Linked DNA regions of Mus musculus: region 2 is linked to region 1. Evidence: chromatin contacts called from public Hi-C data. All regions are on one chromosome and are shown on one strand. The core of a region is the stretch at or near the end of the contact, and the rest is flanking DNA. Distances in the headings are between cores, read along the strand shown. Region 1 has its middle 14 kb from the start of Gm4832. Region 2 has its middle 52 kb from the start of Gm31499.

Evidence for each region. Hi-C and Micro-C count contacts between places; a contact is called where the count stands out from the background.
Region 2: a Hi-C map of uterus shows a contact between it and region 1, with 2.7 times the contacts expected there. The contact joins two enhancer-like sites. A contact is called at or near these places in 2 of 15 datasets of contacts at CTCF or cohesin (CD8 T cells and the NIH/3T3 cell line), 4 of 484 Hi-C or Micro-C datasets (the G1E-ER4 cell line, muscle stem cells and uterus) and 2 of 115 datasets of contacts at active chromatin or transcription factors (CD8 T cells and astrocytes).

The regions. Positions count from the first base shown.
Region 1 is chr17:88,108,005-88,115,929 of GRCm38.p6, forward strand. No RefSeq gene overlaps it. Among named protein-coding and RNA genes, the nearest start is that of Gm4832, 14 kb to the right of the region's middle. Within about 2 kb of position 4,442, at least 139 of the 459 cell types and tissues checked have an H3K27ac peak or open chromatin away from gene starts, as enhancers often do. A contact at or near this core is called in muscle stem cells and uterus, where this site is marked.
Region 2 is chr17:88,209,783-88,217,707 of GRCm38.p6, forward strand. No RefSeq gene overlaps it. Among named protein-coding and RNA genes, the nearest start is that of Gm31499, 52 kb to the left of the region's middle. Within about 2 kb of position 5,224, at least 9 of the 459 cell types and tissues checked have an H3K27ac peak or open chromatin away from gene starts, as enhancers often do. A contact at or near this core is called in muscle stem cells and uterus, where this site is marked.

The DNA of each region.
Region 1 (7,925 bases), core at 3,192-5,691:
ACAGCTGGTAGGAGTGGAAACGTGTGAGGAGAGCAACATCTCTTTGGTCTGTGGGAGAATACGCCGCTGAGTGTCTAGGATGTGGGCTCTGGGGTTGGAAGCATACGTAAAATCCCAGCCCTGCTGTGTGTCTCGTTTGTGTGATCTAGGAGGATTTTCTTCTTTATGAAGACTTTAGTGGGGGTGTGTGTGCACAGCAGAGCAGGTGTCTGTGGGGGCTGGAGGGTGCAGATCTGCTGGAGCCAGAGATGCAGGCACCAGATCAGGCGCTGAGAGCAAGCTCAAGTCTCTTCATTACAGGCCTTCTCTCCAGCCCAGGATTCCATTCAGCCAGTTACACATCTGTTTTGTGTTCTGTTTGGTTGCTCCTATCACTTGTTAATTATGGTCAAAATCACCCTTACATATGTGTAATTACCTCATGGGAACCACTGTGAGGATTAATTGAGTACTCTTTAAATGTTATAGTTATTATTATTAGACTTGTCATTATTAGTATGAAGAAGGGATTGGCAAGTGATGAGCTGTAGTTAAAGCCTAGGCGCATCCCTCCCTCTTCAAAGCCTTTGTAAATAAATCCTTTTCTTTTTGTCCCCACCCCCCTCTTTTGTTTGAGTTTTTGCCTGCTTATAGTTATGCTCACCAAGTACATGCCTGGTGCCCACAGAGGCCAGAAGAGGGCACAGGATCCCTTGGTACTGGAATTACAGCCACTTGTGAGCCACCATGTGAGTCCTGGGAGTCTAAGCTAGGTTCTCACCAAGAGCAGCAAGTACTCTTAACCACTGGACCATCTCTCCAGGTCTCAGCTTCTCTGTTTTATTGTTGTTCTTTGTTTTGTTTTGTTTTGTTTTGTTTTGTTTTTTTTGAAATAGGATCTCTGTGTAGTCCAGGCTGTCCTGGAACTCATTATATAGACCAGTCTGACCTCAAACTCAGAGATCTGCATCCCTCACCTCCTGAGTGCTGGAAAAGGTGTGGACCACCTCGCTTGGCTGACTTCTCTGTTTTTAAACCAGAAATTCAGGGTGTGGGCTATAGCTCTGTGGTAGAAAGCTTGCCTGGTGTAAATGAAGCTCTCTCTCTCTCTCTCTCTCTCTCTCACACACACACACACACACAAAGTGTTTTAAAAATAAAATCTTGGGGCTGGTGAGATGGCTCAGCGGGTAAGAGTCTGACTGCTCTTCCAGAGGTCCTGAGTTCAAATCCCAGCAACCACATGATGACTCACAACCACCCGTAATGAGATCTGATGCCCTCTTCTGGTGCATCTGAAGTCAGCTACAGTGTACTTATTTATAATAATAAATAAATCTTTGGGCCAGAGCAAGTGGGGCCGACCAGAGGGAGCAGGGTTGACCAGAGCCAGCAGAGGTCCTAAAAATTTAATTCCCAGCAACCACATGAAGGCTCACATCCATCTGTACAGCCACAGTGTACTCACATACATTAAATAAATAATTCTTTAAAAAAAAATAAAATCTTGGAAATGTTTCATTTAAAAAGCTTTTGCTGTGTGTGTGACTGTGTGTGTGTGTGTGTGTGTGAGTGTGTGAGTGTGTGTGTGAGTGTGTGTGTGTATGTGTGTGTGTGTGTTACATATGGAAGTCAGAGGACAGCTTCTGGGACTTGGGACTACTTCTACCATGTGGACTATGGGGATTGAATGTGGGTTGTCAGGTGTGGTGGTAAGCAATTTTACCTGCTAAGCCAACTCACTAGCCCAACTGAGTACAAGCTTTCAGGTTTTGGGCAGGGGTGTCATCCTGGGACACTGGGGAACCTTCTTTGATGTAGATAACAATCAACAAAGGCTGCTGCTCACTGCAATCAATCTCAGGCAGGACTGTATGTAAATATGCAGATAAGATTTAACATAATGAAGACAGGGTCTGCAGAGTTCAGGTTGCCATGGACTTCACTATGTAGCCCAGGCTAGCCTTGAACTGCTGATCTTATTTCTCAAGTTTGGGGAGCCAGTCATACCTTGTGATAGTTTGAATGCAATTGGCCTCCATGAGTTTGTACACCTGAGTGCTTAGTCACTAGGGAAGTACAACTCCTTCAGAAGGCTCAGGTGTGGCCTTGTTGGAAGAAGTATGTCACTGGGGTGGACTTTGAGGTTTCTTTAAAAAAAAAAAAAAGATTTATTTATTTATTTTATGTATATGAGTACACTGTAGCTGACTTCAGATGCACCAGAAGAGGGCATCAGATCTCATTACGGGTGGTTGTGAGCCACCATGTGGTTGCTGGGATTTGAACTCAGGACCTTCGGAAGAGCAGTCAGTGCTCTTACCTGCTGAGCCATCTCACCAGACTTTGAGGTTTCAAAAAGTCCATGTCAGACCTAGTCTCTCTTTCTTCCTTCCTCCCTCCCTCCCTCCCTCCCTCCCTCCCTCCCTCTCTCCCTCCCTCCCTCCTTCCTCCCTCCCTCCTTCCTTTCCCCTCCCTCTCTACCTCTCTTTCTCCCTTCCTCTTTCCTTCCCTCCCCCTCTCCCTTCCTTCCCCTCCCTTTCTCCCTCCCTCGCTCTGTGTCTTTCCCTCTCTCCCCTCCCTCCCTCCCTCCCTCCCTCCCTCCCTCCCTCCCTCCGTGGCTCCCCCCTCCCCCATCCCCACCCTGCTGCCTGAGGATCAAGATACAATGTCCTCCCTACTGCTCTTCTGCTCCCCACAGTGATATCCAAGGACTCGCTCTCTGCAACTGTAAGCAAACTTGCAACTAAGTTCTAAGAGTTTCCTTGTCATGGTGTCTCTTCCCATCAAGAAATCAGCAACTAAAACACAGCTGAAATGACTTAACATAACTTTAAAAACGTAAAAGTTCACTTATTTTATGGGTATGAGGGCTTTGCCTGCAGGTATGTGTGTGTGTGCCTGATGGCTACAGAGGTAATACACAGTACAGACATTGGCGCCTCTGGAACTGTAGTTACACATGGTTACAAGTCACCCTTGGGTGCTGGGAACTGAACCTGGGTCCTCTGCAAGAACAACAAGCATTGTTAACTGCTGAGCTCTCTCTTCAGCCTCTGATTTAACATACTTTTAAGAAAAGGAGAGGAAAAAAATATGCTTCCATCTAAATTGACTTATTTTAGAAAACAAAACAAAACAAGACAAAAACCCTAGGCATTTCGAGAGCCATCTGGGAGAGCCAAAGGAGATGCTCATCTCTCAGCCTTTCCAGTGTTCGTCCTCTTGGCTGTCCACCAAAGAGAGCAGGACGGGACATCAACCAGCAGAAAGCTGAGGTTTAAGTGTCCCATAGCTGTGATCAATCCTCTGCGTTATTTGTTTTGGAAAGACTAAAATCTGAAACGTTTCGCATTAGAGCACGTTGCTGCGATTTCCTTCTCTCCCCCACCCCCTTCTTTTCATGGGGAGGTGGGAGATTTTATTTTAGTTAAATGTTTTTGTTTTTAAAACTATGGATGGAGGAAAAGAAAATGCTTTGCTGGCGCACAGCAGACTTTCCCATAAAACTGTCTTTGGCCATGAACTAAACACAACAGACGTTGTGCCAAGAGGGGCTTATGCCTTTCCTTTATTTCTCCTGCAAAGGAAAAAAAAAAAAAAAAAAAAAAACCAAAAAACAAAACCCAAGCACAGGATCAAAATTAAGCCCGAATGAAAACCACATTTCCAACCCCACCAAGGCTTCTATCCTACCTCTCTCTAGAGTCACTTAAAGCGTTGCTTTTATAACAATCACAAGCTGGGCAGTGGTGGCACATGTCTGTAATCCCAGCAGGTGGGAGGCAGAGGCAGGCAGATCTCTGGGAGTTCAAAGACAGCCTGGTCTACAGAGTAACTACCAGGACAGCCAGGGCTACACAAAAAAGGAAACACTGTCTCAACAAAACAAAAACAAACAAAAAAACCCAAAATCAAACAAAACACCAAACCCACCTTAAATAGCCAAGTTATGGGTCTTTTCACTGTGCTTCCAGAGCAGTGAGCAAGAACTCTGTGAGATGAGATCACTACCGTGTTGAGCAGGCGCAGTAAAACCACCTAATTTGACTGGTAGTTCCCAGGCAGCCCCATGAGCCACAGCTGCTGAAAGCTGCTGTCTGGCAGGTACTTGACTACTCTGGTGACTTCTACGCTGGTAACTTGTGCAGCACGAAGGTCCACTGGCTGGCAGTTTCAGCTCTAGTCATTGAAACCAGAGACTTGGAAAACTGGACACAAGAAAGCCACTGCATTGGCTGGGACAATCCTCTGTCCAGACAAATCCCATAAAGTGAATTACATGACTTTTTCTGGAGAGATATCAAGAAACATTTGTTCAGCCCAGATACAACAGTGACAGGCATAAACAAGCTATTCCACTCACCCCCCCGGCTGGTGAACCCATGAACTTACTGGGGTCACATACGAGAGTATGAGTTACTCGTGGGTGCACGGGTGACTCAGTAGGAAGTTCCACCCCAGCAGGTGTGGCAACACAGAAAGCTTTGTCACCAAGTTTCACCCAAAATGGGCTTTCCAGGGTGTATTCTACCCACCTTCCCCCACACAGAGTTCCGGGGCAGGGTAGAAGTGGGGGATGGGACTTCCGCTGACCTCCTACCCTTGCTCCCATCAAAGAAAGTCCTTAGCTCTGTCCTCATTACCCTGAATTAGCTGTCATTACGTTCTGCTTGTTTTCTTGGCATGACTGTGGGTCTGAGGTCCCCTATAAGTCACCACAGCCATTTTTGCTCCATAGCTACAGGTGGGAACATTCTTTTCTACCTGAGATAAAAGAGCTGTGCTGGTGGGATTTAAGGAAGACAGCCAACACTTTGCCAGAAGTTGCAATTTAAAATTCAGACATATTCTCTCCACCTTTAGGCTTGAATTTCAATTCCTTTATTCTAGAAAATGAAGGGTTTTGGATATATTATAGGAAATAATATTTACATTCATGTGGTTACATATCATCTACATTGTGAATATTCCCATTATATTTAAACTTCATGGGGATTAGGAAAAGATTTCCTAGGTATAAAAATAATAGGAGTAAGGTTAGTAAGCAAAATCATGAATACACTTCATTTCATAAAAATGTAATACTTCTCTACAGCAAGAGAAACTATAAATAAGTCCAAGTCAGATGATACATGGGAAAGTACTTATAACATGAATAAAAGGTTAAAATGCTTGCCAATGAGGAACTGGCACATAGCAATCAGGAAAAAAAAAATAGATGCTACTATTTCACTGTGCAAGCGCACAAGCCTGGTGTGGCGCTGTGCGTCTGGAATTCTGTAAAAGATGTCTTGCCATTGTGAGGCGCTGGGCAGATCATTATTTGTTTAATATACAAGGTATCTGAGCCCCTCTCTGCCTGACTGGATCACATACGTCTAATTGTAGAAGAGTAAACCACAAAGTACTAGAGAAAAGGGCCCCAGAGGAGCATCTGTACATGCTTGGAGTGGGCAGAGATGACGTCAGCAGGTCTTATAAAAAGTACCAGCCATTTGTGACGGCACTAAAGGTCTTAAAACTTCTGTTAATGCAGCAATACTGTTATGAGAGTGAAAAAGAGGAACTTGCAGAGTGGACGGAGATATTTCCATACCGTTCAACGTAGTGGGTATGAAAATAAGCAGACCTGAGCAGATGGGGAGAGTCATATCAAAACCACAAAGGGAGGACTAAATAACGGGTCCGTGCAAGCACAGAGAATATGCCTGTCACCAGAATAGCTAGAATCTTAAGGTCTGAGAGCACCAAGTGTTGACACAGAGCCACTGCAACTTCCACACCTTGCAGATGCAGAAACTGTTAAAGTCACTTTGGACAGTTGACAATATCTATGAAAGCTAAACATGTGGGGCCCAATCATTCCACTTCTAAGAAACTCTCAGAAGTAGTGGGCATTTATTTCCCAAAAGATACTTTATAGGGAAAATACTAATGGGAAACCACCCAAGTGCTCACCATGGGGTGAGTGAGCCATGACATCTTCACACGGAACAACCCACAGCCGCATCTAACGCATGAGGGACTGTTATAAAAAGGACTTAGTGGTGAGGATACTGGGTAACGCCATGCTAGAGCGCCGACCTAGTGTGGCCACGGCCCTGGGTTCTACTCCTAGCGCTGAAATTTAGGGAAAAGAAAGAGTTCGTTCATTCCAACCCCATTTATAAGACATTTTTAAAAGTTAAAAAATATTATTTTTCACGTTTGTAATATTATAAATCACCTGTTCTGAAAACTGTGTTTAGCAAATGGAAATATGTATCAAGATTTCCAAACGCCAATTGGGTACACACCTTTTACTCTCAGCACTCAGGAGGCAGAGGCAGAGGAATCCAAGTTTGAGGCCAGCCTGGTCTACAAAATACAAGAGTTCCAGGATGGCTAAGGTTGCCCTGTAAGTTGTGGTTGTCCATGCTTAAGGGAGAATTATAGATACTCAACAGATACTCACGTAGATTTATATTTAAATATATTTATACTAGGGCTATCATGACAATAGCTTGTGGGTTAAGCATCTATAACAGAGAAGTGGTAACATACATTTTACTTCCTAACACAGAAGACCGCTACAGCTCGTGTGTGTGTGTGTGTGTGTGTGTGTGTGTGTGTGTGTGTGTGTGTGAAGCCCGAAGTGCTAAGTGCACAGTTTTGGGTGTTGGGGCTATTTCCTCACAGAGAATTGCCTGACCCTGCCCTCTTTTTCCTCCTTGAGTCCTGGTCATGCCATCAGCAGCTTACTTTGAGATATGCTCCCCTGACATGATGTACTGCTCTATCACAGGATCAAAAGCAACATGGCCAACTGGCCACCAATCCAAAACTCCAAAACCGTTAGCCAAACAAACCTTGCTCTTTTGTGAGTTGACTTTCCCAGGTGTTTCTGTGTTGTATATGTATCTGTGTTTTACGTGCACACGTGTATGTACATGCACGTGAAGGCCAGGGGTTGAATTCCTTTATTAGTCTCCATCTTAGTTTTTGAGCTAGGATTTCTCATTGACCCTAAGGCTCATTCACTGGTTGGACTGACTAGCTTGTGACCAGGGATCCACCGCCTCCACTCTCCCAGTGCTAGAGTTACAAATAGATGTCATCACAGTTGGCTTTTAAGTGGGTTCAAATTCAGGTCTTCATGCTTGAGCAGTAAGCACTATAAGAACATTAATACCATTTAACACTGTCTTTGTCACTGTTGTATTGCTGTGCAGAGGCACCAAGGCAACCCATATCAAATAAAGCATCTAATTGAGATTACTTAGAGTTTTAGAAGGTCCCTGGTCATCGTGGAAGGAAACTGAACAGCAAGCTGGAAAGGTGGCTGGAAGCCTTACACCCTGACCCTCAGGAGGCAGGCAGAGAGACCCCGGGGCCTGGCATGGGCTTCTGAAAACTCAAAGCCCAACCCCAGTGACACAGCTCCTCCAACAAGGCCACACCTCCTAATCCTCAAACAGTGTCACTCCCTGGTGACTAAGTATTATGAGTCTATGGGGACCGTTTTCATTCAAATCACTATAAATACTGTGATTTAATTTTAGAGGAAAAATGAAAACTAGGAACGCAATTATACAATGCAGGTCTATAAAATACAAACACACACACACACACACACACACACACACACACACACACATGCATATGCACACACAGTACAAGGACATACCCTAAGTCACAATTTGTCCTTCCTTCCTTCCTTCCTTCCTTCCTTCCTTCCTTCCTTCCTTCCTTTCTTTCTTTCTTTTTTTTTTCCTTCAAAACAGGGTTTCTCTGCGTAACCCTGGCTGTCCTGGAACTCACTCTGTAGACCAAGCTGGCCTCGAACTCAGAAATCTGCCTGCCTCTGCCTCCCGAGTGCTGGGATTAAAGGTGTGCGCCACCACGCCTGGCTAAGGATTTTTGTTTTGTTTTGTTTTTCGGTTTTTTGTTTTGTTTTGTTTTTT
Region 2 (7,925 bases), core at 3,974-6,473, 100 kb after region 1:
CTCCAGTTAGGCCGAGTGTAGCACACAGTCACTTCTGCTTCCTATGCATCCAGATGCAGAACTGTCTACAGCACTATGTCTGCCTGCAGGCTACCATGCTTCCTGCCATGATGATAATGGACTGAACCTCTGAACTGTAAGCCAGCCCCAGTTAAATGTTTTCCTTTATAAGGGTTGCTGTGGTCATGGTGTCTCTTCATAGCAAGTTAACTGTAAAGTAACTAAGACACCAGGCCAAACTCAAGTTCATTAGTGTCTTAGCTAGGGTTTCCATTACTGTGAAGAGACACCATGACCAAGACAATTTTTATAAAGGACATTTAATTGGGGCTGGCTTACAGGTTCAGAGGTTCAGTCCATTAGTATCTAGGTGGGAGTATGGCGGTGTCCCTGCAGGCATGGTGCCAGAGGAGCTGAGAGTTCTACATCTTGTTCCAAAAGCAATCAGGAGAAGACTGGCTACCAGGCAGCTAGGAGGAGGGTCTCAAAGCCCACCCCCATAGTGACACACTTTCTCCAACAAGGCCACACCTCCTAATAGTGCCACTCCCTGGGCCAAGCATATTCAAACCACAACAAATAGCTTTCCTCCTAGGTTCTGTACTTTTTGTGTGATCGAGCATTCAGACCAAACATCCAGTATTAAAACAAAAACAAAAAAAACCCCGAAAAGCCCAAAGATGGATCATGTGAGAGGAAATCTTGTTGCTTAGCAGGGTGTTAACTACCCAGAGTCTAGGCTCTGGGAAATGACGTTCCAGAAGGTCACAGTCATTCTGTGTCATGAATTTCAGGTCTTAGAAAGCACCTTGTTGGTCAATGTGCTAACTTTCTCAGGTAGGGCTGTCCAGAAAGGGAGTGAGCCAGGTGTTGTTTGAAGTGCTTCCCTTTGGGGTGTTGGCACAGGCTTCCCCTGTAGTGAGAACAGCCTAAGCACACAGTTAGGATGTGGCCTGGGAAGCTGTTCTATTGCCACCTGTGCTGGTTAGATTTTTGACAACTTGTCACAAGCAGTAGTGATCTGGGAAGAAGAAATGTCAACTGAGGAAGTGCCTCCATCAGACCTTTCTGGAGGCAAGCCTGTTGGAGCATTTCTCTTGATTAATGTTTGTTATGTTTTAGGATTGCCATTGACGGGCAGGTGGTTCTGGGTTCTATAAAAAAGCAAGAGAGCTACATACGAAGGAAGCAAAAGCAGTGCTCCTCTGTGGCCTCTGCTTCAGCTCCCGCAGCATCGTTCCTTCCCTGCTGGAGTACCTGCCTTGGCTTCCCTCAATAAGGCTGTGCAATCTAGACAAGCCCCTTGGACATGGCATTTATCACAGCAACAGAAAGCAAACTAGAATACTGCCTCCCACAGGCCCTCCAGCCAACCAGTCACCGAGACAGTGACTCAGTGCTATCTTTTTATTTCTCTTACCCACCCCTCCCTTTCCATATTGTCTTTATGTCATACACTTTTTAACCCCAGGCTCCTCCCTCTTTTAGCCAAAGAGCAACTCCCCCTCAGGGTCCCCACATTTTCTCCTTCCAGGGTCCGGCTTAACATTCCTATCCATTCATCAGTCTGTCTTCCTCCACTGCACAGTGAGAATTAGAAGATGATTCTGTATCTTATATGCCCAGAAATAAGTATACGCATGGCCTGCCGTAGTATTTTTAAAATAAATAGGAATAAATGAGGACCTATGTGCTCCTTCACACATGACATCATTACCTTCCCATTATTGATGTATGTGAATAAACACAGAGCGCACTTGGGGACCTCAGTTACAATCCCAGAGGACAATATTGCAAATCTTGTGCCATCAGGTAAATAATTTGTTTTCTCTTAAGCTCATTTCAACTTGTTTTCTTTATCAAATAATTGGATGTTCAGCCTTTATGGCACAGAAATCCTTTTATATACATTTGCCAGAGTAAATTTAGAGAAAATATTTGCAAATGGAAATTAGCTTTCCTGCTTTATCTTCTCACTGGGCACAGTTCTGACGAGCCCGGGATCTCTTACTTTGTGGATGGTTGTGTCTAATATTTACCTTGAGCAATTCCGCTGAAGTTATTTAGTTCACACAAAGAACTACATCTCCTCACATTTAAGAGGTACAAATTGTTTCTCCCACTTTCAAAAGAGATTTGGTGTTTCCAGATTTAGAAAGACACCTCCCAGCTGCCAAGCACTGTCAGAACCTGCCTTGGCTAATGAAATGTTTCTGTTTTGATTTTTGTTTCTCCAAAGAAAAAAATAAAACCCGCAAATTCTTCAAGTGTTTTTCGGTTGGTTTAGAGGCAGAGAGAGGCAGGTATATGAAAATGTGAAGGGAGAGGTTTGGCTGGAGGACTTGGCCTCGACTACTAGATGCCGGTACATTTTGCTCAGCTTGAGTTGCCACCAGACCTGTTTGCTATGTACATGGTGAGGCGGTTGGACTCCATGGTCTTGGAGTCTGTGCTGGTTCGACAGTCCTACCGTAAAATTCATGACTCTTTTGTTGTTGCCCAGTTTGTGTGTGGCTGTACTCTCCACGGTTGGCAGCTCATGTTTTATGATCCTGAAGTGGCCATGGACAAGGGCAATGTATCACTGGAAAATCTTTCATGTTTGTTGGGGTGGGGCGGGGGAGGCAAGTGATTAATAATGGGCCAGGAAGTGAAGCCAACCTGGGGGAGGGACTTCCTCTCCTCTCTTGGAATCTAATTGGTTGCTCATGTAAGAGGTCTACTGCCTAGTAATGGGTTCCACAGCTATTATAGGTGGAGAGGATTTGGGAAATATAGAAATATTTCCCTAAAAGCCTTTATTGCTGATAACTGAAGCACAAAAGGTAATATATAATAACATGGGTGTGAGGATAGGAAGGAGAGGAGCGGCAAATTTTACTCTCCTTGTGCTAGAAGACTACTGCCAAATTGTTAGTGAGCCCCACATTCAGTGGTGATTCTTAGAGTACACAAGGCCGGCCAGCACCATCACCACCATGCCTTCCTCGTCCCCCTTCACAGTACTAGGGACCTCAAGCGTGCTAGGAAGGCAAGCACTCTATTACGTATACAGCACCATTTACTTTGGCAAAAGATTTCAGTAGACGCCCTGATAGTAGCAGTTTCACTGTGAAGGAAGGAGCAACACTGGTCAGTGGAGAGTGGCTTTTTTTTCCCAGCAGACAGATAGGATGGACTTTCTTTAAATCAGCAGTTCTCAACCTGTAGCTCGAGAGCTCTTTGGGAGTTACATATCACATATCCAGCATATCAGATATATTTACATTACAATTCACAATAGTAGCAAAATTATAGTTATGAAATAGCAACAAAATAGTTTTGTGGTTGGGGGTTATGACAGCATAAGGAGCTGTATGAAAGGGTCACAGCACTCGGAAGGTTGGGAACAGTTGCTTTAAGTGAATGTGCAGGCTTTGTGAATGCATCAAGACAGTCCTTATACTTGGAATGGAGGTGTGGCCTTTTACTGATTTGATTATGGAAACACGGATCTCATTTTGTGCTCCAAGCGGGTGAAGTATGTATTTCACTAAAGTATGTTTCTTAGCTTTTCCTACACTTTAACACTTAATGCCTGCTCACCGAGTGAGTGAATCTATGAAGCTAAGGTCAGAAATTAACTGGGAAGGGAGGAGGAGCTCTGTTGGCCCATTAGCTGCTTGTCTTGACTTATCCTCTAAGGTGGGGTGAGGTTGAACAATGGGCAGCATTTCCTAAGTGTGGCTAAAGGTTAGATCATTTCTCCACAAGAAGGATTTGATTTTCGCCTGACTTCTGCCTAGATGCCAACCAATCTGAACCTGCCTCTTGGTTGTCTTTCCACATGACATTTTTCTTCCTCTCCATAGCCTTATTGTTGCAGATTTTAAGATGATGATCAAGGGCAAAGGGGTGGAGTTGACCAGTCAGTTTCTATTTGAATCAGAGAGGCAGCCTTTGGGTGTCACCCCTACCTACATACCCACCCTGAGTCTCCTCTGGTGAGCAAGCAAAAAAAGGATATGTATAATCTCTGTGTAATAAAGGATCCAATGGACTGAGTCATTTCCAATTCTGTGTGGGCTCCTCACAAAGGCAGTCCCAAGGGCACACTTTTACTTCAGGGTCATTTATTGGTATTGAAAAATAAACATAAACAAAACCACATTCAGTGTCTGGAAATAGTAGCCATTTTGTATTTCATTGTTTTGGGGTCACACACACTTCTGCTCCCAGTCAAAGATTCTTCTGTTCAACCAGGCGTTGGCTGGAACTGTGCAGTGGTACTCAGCTGCCGCTGCTCTGGCTCGGAGGGTCCACAGTGGATTTTCTAACCTTCCTGGGTCTTTAACTGGAATGCCTGGATGGCTGGCTTGGCTGGGTCCTCTTCTTCTCCATGTAGTGTCATGGCATCTCCATGTGATCTTCCTGGCAGAACAGCCACTCAGGGTTTAGGCCCAGAACCAGCATAACTTTCCTTCCATTGCACTCCGCTGGGTGGCTCAGAGTCAAGGGGAGGGGAACTGAAGCTCGTTTCTCTATTGGAGGAGTGTCCAAGAATTTGCAACCCTTCCCTCACAGAGAGGGCCACTAAGCACACACAACTCTGATGCCCTCTGCTGAGTGCCCGATGCCTGAAAGTGGGAGGGTAAGGGTCCACCTCTGTACATTCCAAGGGAATCATGTAAACAACTGGATGGATGCATTGATTCCAAGTCCAGACTATCTTGATGGAATGGTGCAGTGGTTCTGTGCCAATAGATATTAAACAAATATCTACAGAGCATTCTGCTTCTCATGGCAGCAGTTTATAATTTTTAGTGCAATCCCCCGTATTAGAATGTTGGATGATTTTCATTTTGATCCCAAACTTTGTTTCCTTTTTAGTGGCAGAGGCAGAAGACCTCAGTAATCTTAGTGCGAGACACTGTCCAGGAGGTCCCTGGCTCTTTCATTTTATATTTTTAAAAAAATATGAGACTGACCTAAGAACTAACATTACAGCATGGCAGACACCCTGTGCACTGTCTTTAATCCTCCCGATATCTGTGCAAACTCCATCTGCCAGACTGCCTTTGTAGACGATGGAATATCAGCTCAGAAAGGTTTCAGAGCCAGTTCAAGGTTACAGAAAACTTGGCATGTCTGTAATTTTGGATCAAGGCCTGCCTGGCTCTAAAACCTCTTTTCACGAGCACATGTGATCACTGGAAACCCAGAAACACCCCAGAGAACTGTCTGAGGAATCACAGAGCCAGTGAGTCTGCCCTGAGGAGCCAGGAAAAAGATCCACAGCTTAGCAGTGCACTCCCGGCGGCCTAGTCGGGTTGACATAAAATCAACCATCACAACGCGCTGTGCCCGCAGCATCCTCTCACAGGCTTCAGGGACCCATTTCTCCAGGTGTGACACCCCTTGCCGTTCTTACAGCTCCGATTGACTGCAAAGCCAACCAAATAAAAAGCCCATTTCATTTTAAGGTTCTCTGGAGGACCTGGGACAGATGCATTCTCTGGAAACAATGGCAACACAAAGTAACTGGACTGTCACTGTTGGGAATGGGACATTCATGCTAAGTTCCTGTCTAAGCTCTTTGAGAGTTTAAGATTGGTCTTCCAGCCTCCATATTCAAGAAGTGGCCCATAATGTCAGGGCGGGACTGTCACCAATGTGTAGCCCAAGAGCAGAGCTTCCCGGATTCTGGACAGACCAAAGCCAAGGAAGAGATTTCGAGAAATTAAGCAAGGCATCAATCATGAGGGGCCAGGGAATGCTTGGACCTCTGTGCACATCCTAACGTACCATCTTCTCAAGCTCAGAGTGGAAGAAGGGAACTGTGCGCCCAGGAAGGACATAGGTCCAGTGCTCCCCAAGTCTGAAAACTACACTACTTTCCCACTCAGCAAGGATTCAGGTGGGCACTTAAAGAGTTCGGTCTTTAGGAATCTTTTCTCTTTTGTTCATGTGGCCTCTCTATGAAGTCTTTCTGATTACACAAAGCCAGAGTGCCAGTGAGGCCGGAGAAAGCAAGAGTAGCCATGTTAGAAGAATTTAGTCCCCCGATCGGAATCATAGTCACTTTTGAGTGCTTCTTTACCACCTATCTACACCATACACCGAACCCATATTTTTCTATTTTTATTTGTCAAAGATAAAGCAGTTTCCTAGGGGGACCTGTTCCCCTGCTGACCATTTTATGGTGTTCTCAGTGCCAAAATTGCTCCTCAACCCTTCTCTTTTTCTGCATACTAACTTGAGGACAGCTTTTTAATATACCGCACTATTATTTGATATTATATCCAAAACAGCTGTTTCTAATTTTCTAATACACAAGAATGAATGGATGATTTTCAAAGACATTCTTACTAAAATTGACTCAGATTTTTTTTTAAATGCAATTTGTGGAAGAAATTGACAGGGCTACTTAGTCTCAGATCACTCAACAAGTTACTAATTTTAAACCTTTGAGGAAGAAGTGTTCTTTTTGTGATTTAACTTATCCAGTGCATAAAAAATACCCTTACTTATTGTATGAAGCCAACACAGCCATGATGTCCTAACTTCACAAAGATCACAAACATTACACACTGCACACAAACACTGTCCACTCCCACAGTTATACAACACATCACACACACCACACACACCACACTGTACATAGATACAGATATGCCTGCACACATACATGTTACACACAACACAATTTTGTGGGGTTCTTTGACAGCTACCATAAGAAATGTTCTTGTGTTTGTTTTATCTATCGTTCATGGATCATACTTTTTTCTTCTTTTTTTTTTATTTTTAAAGATTTATTCATTATTATACACAAGCACACCGTAGCTGACTTCAGACGCACCAGAAGAGGGTATCAGATCTCATTACCGGTGGTTGTGAGCCACCATGTGGTTGCTGGGATTTGAACTCAGGACCTTTGGAGGAACAGTCAGTGCTCTTACCCACTGAGCCATCTTACCAGCCCTCATAGATCATACTTCTATGCAAAGAGATTCAAATCTTATAATCTCCCCATTCAGAAATTTACACAAAGACCCCTCTGAATTATTAGAACTTGATAGCCTAAGCCTTCTCTACATTCCCCTTTCCTTCGTTTTCTTTGTTTCTATTTTAAAACTAGCCAATCTCAAAAGCCTGTGACATTGGACCTAGGCAACGGAGGAAAGACACAGTTTGAATTTCCTGACCCTGTGTGCTTTGTAGCGTGGTTGGGGTCATGAAGAACTCCTTTCACAAAAAGTAATTGCCCTGTTGAGATAGGTCTGTTGTGCCCTGTGTTTTGTTTCCATCACTATGGATCTGGTTTTTTGCTCTTGGTGGGTTTAGGTGCCAGAAAACTCAGCAGCCACCAAAGTTGCCCTGTGACAGTGGCTTGTGACCATGTGGAATGACGAACAAGAATGTCAGAAGAGCAAGCAAGTGAGGTTCATTGAGCAGTGCAGAGAGAGCTACCTGTATCGGGGAGGGTTGCTAAACCATACTGGAGACCCAGGGCCCTCCTGTGTGTTTGGAAGGAGTGTGACTAGCTCCTACTGCATATAAAGAAGGCATTGATTTGAAATAAACCTTACTACTTAGCTTGACCCTGTGGTGTGGGAGATATTGATTGGTTGCTGGGTGGGTTGGGTAAAAAGGCACAGGGAAAAGCGAGCCAGGAAGTAAAAAGAAATGGAGCTGCTGATCACCCCACATCTTGAGTCAGACAGAGCTCATCAATCAGGGAGTTGGTAATAAAACCTCAGTTCTTTGGGAGCTGTCTGTTGGTGCTACCAGATGTATTGATATTTTGTTTTCCTTGGGCCTGTAACCCTGACTGCCTACAAAAGTAGTGTTCTTGCTCCTAACGCTTCTCGATACTACAAATCCTCACTGTGTAGACATCAGGTACCCAAACTGTGGTAGGCTGAAGAAGAATGGTCCCACGGGCT